Linked DNA regions of Zea mays: region 2 is linked to region 1. The links are chromatin contacts, called in public Hi-C maps. All regions are on one chromosome and are shown on one strand. Each heading gives the region's core, a stretch centred on a gene start, on an enhancer-like site or on the middle of the called end of the contact. The rest is flanking DNA. Distances are from core to core; before and after follow the strand shown. Region 1 has its middle 17 kb from the start of LOC100278365. Region 2 holds the start of LOC103642619.

Region 1 (3,340 bases), core at 458-2,957:
GAATTTGCTAGAAGTCTATATACCAATGTTGTAGAGGTTGGAAAATTGAACAACTTTCTTATTTGGAGATTTCAATGTTGCATGGAAAAATTTGAAGTAATTGCAAAAGTTCAGATTGGGGTTAACTTTTGGAATTCTGAAAGTTATTATGATGAGCTGACTTTGGAACTCAATATCATGTAATCCATGAGCTTTTGGTAAAAGATAACAATAGCAAACTTGTAGAGTATTTATAGGTGAACAACTTTTATTCATTGTGGTAGCCCTAAAACAATATGGAACGGGGAGCAAAAGAAGCTCAAAACCTTGCTGTCAGATTCTGTTGTTCTGAAATTTGTTCAGTAAGTTGAAGTGCAGTTTCAGCATTATTCACCAAATTTTAGAGCTCTGTTGTGACTGATACATAATGTTATGGCCTGCACTCTCTATAGAAAACTGTTAGAGGGTAGTGTGGTGAGTAATTTTCATTAAGGTGAATCCCCCTGATCTTTCCTAGAAATGGGAGAAAATGGTATCCAAAAACATGTTGTCAAACTTTGAGTTTCAGACTTAGTTCAGTTCACTGAAACTGAATTTTAGTGAGTTTTGCTCAACTTTGGAGCTTTCTTATCACTAATCCATGGAGTTATGGGTTGTAGTCTCTATAAAAAAGTTAAAGAACATAGAATGGTGAGCAAGTTTGTTGAAGTGTGTCTGGCCTGATGTTGCATGAAAAGTGGAGTAAAATGTGCTTGAACTATCGCTGTCAGGCATGTGATGTGCAGTTTCAGGTTCAGTTAGCTCAAGCAGAGCAGCAGTATTTTCACCTAACTTTGGAGCGCTATAGCTCTCAATTTGTGAGCTTTAGACCACAGGTGTCTGCAGAAAAATTGTAGAGCTATATGTTTTCAACAAGTTTGGTTAACGGAGATCTCCATGTTTCCAAAAAAGATTTGTGACTAAATTGAGCTCAGAGCTGCTCTGTCAAATAGGTGTGTGCTGCATGAAATTCAGTTAGCTGAATTGCTGCAGCTCGGTGGTGTTGCTACAACTTTGGAGTTCCATAACAAGTTTGTTGAGTTTTAGCTGGTATTCTTTAAAGTAAAGTTGGAGAGTGATCATAGAAGAGCAACTCCTAGTAAGAAAGTGTATCAAGCCAGCATAGGGAAATGAGAGAAAAATCTGATTGGAAGTTTTAGGTTCAGGCTTGATACAGTGCTTTGTTCACAGTTTAAAATTTAGATTGGGAGATTTTGGCAGGATAACAATAGAGGTTCAGTCAAGAATTGTGGAGTTCAGCTTCTGGTTTCTGAAGCTTTCTGCAGCAGCGAACGCTGGGACTGACGCTAGTGTTTTCTCTCCACTCCATGCAGGGCCTTTGGGTGGGTGCTCCTAGATAAGCTGATCAATAAAGGATTGAAGACCCTGGCCCAGCTCGTGTTATTATGGATCCGTGCTTATCCAAATTTGAGTCACCAATGTGCCTGCTTCACCCTTTGCCGCTGTCTCGTGTCATTCGTCGCTAAGCCTCTACACGTTTCTCGTTCACCCTTTGCCGCTATCTCGTGTCATTCGTCGCTAAGCCTCTACATGTTTCTCGCCCGTGTTCTGGCACGTGGCTGCCCCTGTGCGTATTCAAATGGTCGAGGACTTGAAACTTGGACGTCGGCCTGGTAGTGAACCCCAGCCGAGAGCGCCCTCCCAGCCGTGTTCCCTGCCCTGTTCGCCGGCTGTTTTCTCCAGGTCCAGCCAAGCTCCTCACTGTCGAGCTCCCTCCCCATCACGCCCCAGTTCTTGGTTACGCCGTCCCGCCCTAGCACCAGCTGTGCTTCTCGTCACCACGTCGCTGTCCCCGCCGTCTACTGTCGTGCCGCGCTCTCGGTGGAGCTCGCTAGCAAACGCTTCGTCGCGTGCTTGTCCATCACACGCGTCGTGGTATCGTCATCGTCGTCTCCTCGCCGGCCATACTCGACCCCGCAACTCCTTCACGTCGTCGATTTCCACGACCCACAGCCTCTCCTTCGACTTCGTCGCGCTCCTCGCTACTCACGCTTCATTTTCTTCAAGTCTGTCGCCAGCCGTGCTAGACATAGATAAGTGTTCAATAAACAGAATTATTGTAGGTGTCGCAAATATGTCTGGTTGTCGTTCGATAGTTGCGCCTTGGTTGGTGGCGTGGTTGTGTGCGTTTGAATTAATCGGGAGCATGGTTGTGAGTGCCCGAGGAAAAATTGTTCCGCGAATGTTTAAAATCGGCTTATGACTTGCGCCATTGGATCGGACCTTATGATTGTGCATATGTGTCGCAGTTGTTTAATTAGCGGACAAGAGGAGTTAAATGGTGAAAAATGAAGTCTCGGGTGATGTTCGCCTGATGCTTGGTGTGTTGCCGAAGGCGGTTTCGTCACTATTTTGACGAACCTCCCCTCGACTTCGGTATTACGTAGGCTTAGATCCACTCGCTATAGGGTGCAGTTCATTTTGGGGTGCATTTATTTATTCATCAAATATTCACTTAATTATAAAGACTTTTGTCATTAGCGAAACAAATCATTCAATGAAAATTGAGCACTAAAAATTGTGGAAAATTTTGTGTAAGCTTCTCTTCGCTGTATTAACTCTTGGGTTAAGTTTGAAGCTGTTTGGACATGGTTTGCTTAGCAAATTAATTATTTCTCAAAATCGATAAAATGGTTTCATCCTTGGGTAATTAGGGCATCTAATGTCTTAGTGATGAGATAATGTTACTTATTAAGTTGAGGTGTTTGGGTGAAGTCTTAAAAGGATTAGCTCCCTGATGACCCGTCGCTTGTGATGATAGCTTGTAGGTGTATTCTAGATATAGTATTTGTTACCCTCTATGCAAGTTGTATTTTCATGGCATTGCACAAGCATTCATAAGCATGTTATCTCATGTAGAGATCCCTGAATAAGGGGACATCGAAGAGAAATTTGCTCCAATGCCTGAATATCCATTGGTGGGGTTCCATCTAACTGGTTATCTTGTAGAAGGATTTTGGATCTTCTCTGCAACAAAGGCAAGCCCCGATGCATTTGTCCATTCCTTGTGTTTTAAATGCTTTATCACCTTAAATGATGAATTATGTGATAGGAGTTGTGTGATGAACAATTGATGCATTGCCATTCCTTGGAATTTGAATACTATACCTTGATCCCTGATTTATAAAAAAGAACTGATAATGCTTAACCCTGCTTAGAAACTGAAAAATCCTTTGTTTTCAAAAAGAATGATGTGGAACATTGGTTATGGACTTTTTGATTCAAAAATCAAAATAAACTAAGGTGATGAATCCTCTACGATCGGAGTGGACTCGTCACTCAAAACGAGTATCCCTGTGGG
Region 2 (3,340 bases), core at 428-2,927, 130 kb before region 1:
CCCGAGCCCTAACAAATCATCGTTGAAACAATGTGTGGTGGCAAGTAGCTACTATGTATTCAACATTTTACTTGTTTATTGCAGAACTGTATATTGAATTTCAATTAAAGATGTACTCATTTGATGTTGGTGCTTACATATCAGGTTTAAGAGAATGTACCATTGGATACCTAGAGTGGAGGACAAATAGATTTTGTCTTTGTGTCTATTTTCATGCTAGCTTTAAAATTATCTCTTGGTGACCTTTTTAACTAGAGAGTGGAAATTGATGTGGTTAAGTCCATATATTATGAGCCTATGATGGATTGTTGTATTTGATGTGCAAGTTGATATGTGGGCATGTCACATGTGGCTGCATACTCGTATTGCATATTAATATTTTGGATTGATAGAGTGCTTCCTAGATTAGCCTAGATTAGATATGGAGATATGGAATGGAAGTATTAAACTATGTATTATGGAAGTGGTTTAAATATTTATTTTCTTATTTTACAATATATGCTATTGTTATATACATGTTTATACACTTCTATGCTTGTATATTCATGAATTCGTGTTTTTTTGTTAGTATGGCTCACGAGCTTATCGAGCCAGCTCGAGCTGGCTAACGTGTCGAGTCGAGCTAGACATTTAGCTCGTTATTATAATGAGTCGAGCCGAGCTGGCTCGTTACACTAACAAGCTAGAACGAGACGAACCAAAACGAGCCGAGCTGGCTCATTATCCAGCCCTATATGGGAGAATATGTTATTTGCAGGTAGTTAAGGCGATCTTTTCGGTAGAGGCACAGAAGGAAGAAGCGAAAATGGTTGCGCATATTATGATCGAGGTTGTTAGGTCTTTTTTGGGATCGGAGCCGCCGGTTTTATTACTGGTTTCGATGTAAAATCATAATCAAATCTGTTTATACTGATTCCAACCATTCCCCCTCACTTTTCCCCTATTCGTACTTTTATTCATTTTTAAATATATCCCCATCTTTCATTTCTCCCTCTCTTTCTCATCCTCTCAATCCATTCTCCCTATCAGGCCCACCCTTTACACTTTATGTGAAATATTTTACTTTTATATATCAGTTTTTGGAGTTTTAAAATTTATAGAATATTTATAATATCATACTACACATTGTTATCTGGTACTTAAAATTGAAAACAATTAATTCTACATTTAATTTTACTGATTAATGAAGTGGGGGAGATTAGAGCTCCCCCTCTCCACACGGTGAAATCCCTCACACACCCAAATGAGGGGGAGGGAGGGAGTTAGGTTGCAACAAGGAGGGGAGGAGTCATACACGCCGTTTTGTTAGGGGAGGAAGAAGGGGGCTCCGTTGGAGCCGGTCTTAGGAGGATCACGTGCATTTTAGTCTGACATGGGTCACGTGCGTGGGGTGTATATGCCTGGTAAGAGGGCGCACGGGGGGCTGGTCTGATGGTTCGGGTGAAGCTCCACAATAGGTGACAAATCTCTACTACTACTTAAGACTATAGTGTAGGCGTTCACGGTGCACGGTTCTGCCCTCTCCCCCCACACCCCCGACATCCTCCCCCTCTGCTTCGCTCCCCATCGCGCCCTCCTCACCCTCCTAGCTGCGATCCCCATCACCCGCAATCCCTGGATGGGACGCGCCGGCGCCAGAGCTGCCGGGGGCGGAGCTGGCGGCCATCTTCCGGTTGATGGCGGACCTCCTCGGCGACCCGGCGTGGCCGCAGCTCCACCCGCGACCCTACACCGACACGCCTTTGCCGGGCCTGCAGTGCGAGCTCGCGCCCGACGACGCACGCGTGCTCCACACCACCCGCCTCCACCTGGCCCCCGACGTCACCACCCCGCCCTGCAGGCCCGGGGCCAGGCTCGACCCCGCCTCGCTGCGCGGCCTGCCGCACCTCCGGATGCTCTCCGTCTTCGTCTGCTTCGACGTCGACCGCGCTGTTCACGTCGTCGTCCTCGCTCGAGCAGATTGTGCTCAAGTCCAACCCCGGCCTCACCGGCCCCATACCGGCGACGTTGGTTCTTATTTTGGTAAATATTGTGTTATACACACTGATGGTTACCAATTGAGTGATAAATATTGTGTTATCTGAATAATATGCAGAAAGGGGCTTGACTATGAGGTTAGGGAAGAATGACAGCTACTGCTATACTAGCAGTGCATGTTTTACTCTGCAGGTATCCAGAGTAGTGTTTGAATCAGCGCAATCGGTCAGTTTTGACTACTACTACTACTCTGCCATTTACTAGAGCTTCTTATTGTATACAGTGAATGGTTCTTATTTTGGTAGCAAGACTGTAATTTGAGAAAGCTTATAAAGAAGCAGTAAGACATGCCTTTGGTTGATTATTCTTTGTGTTTGTAAGTTCGCTATCAAGATGGTTCTTTGCATTTGTTCATACATGCTTTTAGTTGATTCAGGTTTGGCTATCACATGTCTGAAGTTGTAAGCCTGTAACTCATATTTTTCTCAAACAACCTTTTCCAATCCTAGGCTGCCGAGCAAGGAGAAGAAGCGTTCTAGGCAAAAGTGTTCCAATTGGATTAATTCTGGACTAGAAAGAGCGAAAGAGTCGGATGCACTAAATCTAGGCCTGAAACAGTTCTTGTTGGTTACATTTGGCACCATTGTTGGTAAGACGGTACCACCCACAGTTTTATTGAGAAAGGCTTTTTAAGATGGTTGTTGTTGTACAAATTGGAAAATAAAACTACATTGACTTAATTTTCCTTTTCTTCTTGTGCTTCAGGAAGCTTGATTACGTTGATGGAGTTAGTCCCACCAATGTCACTGTACCGCATAATCTATGAGCTCTCTCCACCTTCATCATTGGGACTTTTCTCAAACTTCTTCGATATACACTTGGGAGACTTGAGTGATCCTGAAACCATAAGAGCTCATATTTGTGTATGTTCTATAAAGGATAGATATTATAAATATTGTGAATATAGAAACATAGTAACACAGGGGCAACTAACTATTTTATTGAATCATGGTTCGTTCTTGTTCACCCATCTCATACATTATTCCATTTGTTTCTTATATTAGTTGCATGTTTACCAAAAAATGAAGAATCGATCCAGCAAAAAACTAACCATGGTTCTTTTTTCCTTTTGTTTGCCCTCGTGCAGTTGGACTACCATCAGCATGCTCAAGCTCACCAAGGAGGCCAGCAGGCGGCAACATCCTGGTTTCTTCTTGTTCACCCGTTTCATGCATCACTATTTTTATTTCTTATCTCAGTTGTATGCTTACCAAAAAAAAAGAAGAATCGATTCAACAGTGAACTAACCATGGTTGTTCTTTTTTCCTACTTTTCACGCTCGCGCAGTTCGACTACCTCATCC

What was found. A called contact is a pair of places that touch in the nucleus more often than the background predicts.
Region 2: a Hi-C map of leaf shows a contact between it and region 1, with 7 times the contacts expected there. The contact joins the promoter of LOC103642619 here to the enhancer-like site in region 1. A contact is called at or near these places in 3 of 25 Hi-C or Micro-C datasets (ear, leaf and tassel).

The regions. Positions count from the first base shown.
Region 1 is chr10:92,050,763-92,054,102 of Zm-B73-REFERENCE-NAM-5.0, reverse strand. No RefSeq gene overlaps it. Among protein-coding and RNA genes, the nearest start is that of LOC100278365, 17 kb to the right of the region's middle. Within about 2 kb of position 1,707, at least 4 of the 20 cell types and tissues checked have an H3K27ac peak or open chromatin away from gene starts, as enhancers often do. A contact at or near this core is called in leaf, where this site is marked.
Region 2 is chr10:92,184,549-92,187,888 of Zm-B73-REFERENCE-NAM-5.0, reverse strand. It overlaps LOC103642619, which reads left to right and starts at 1,677. Exons shown (of 3, transcript XM_008665850.1): 1 at 1,677-2,010; 2 at 2,096-2,169; 3 at 3,325-3,340. The coding sequence starts at 1,677.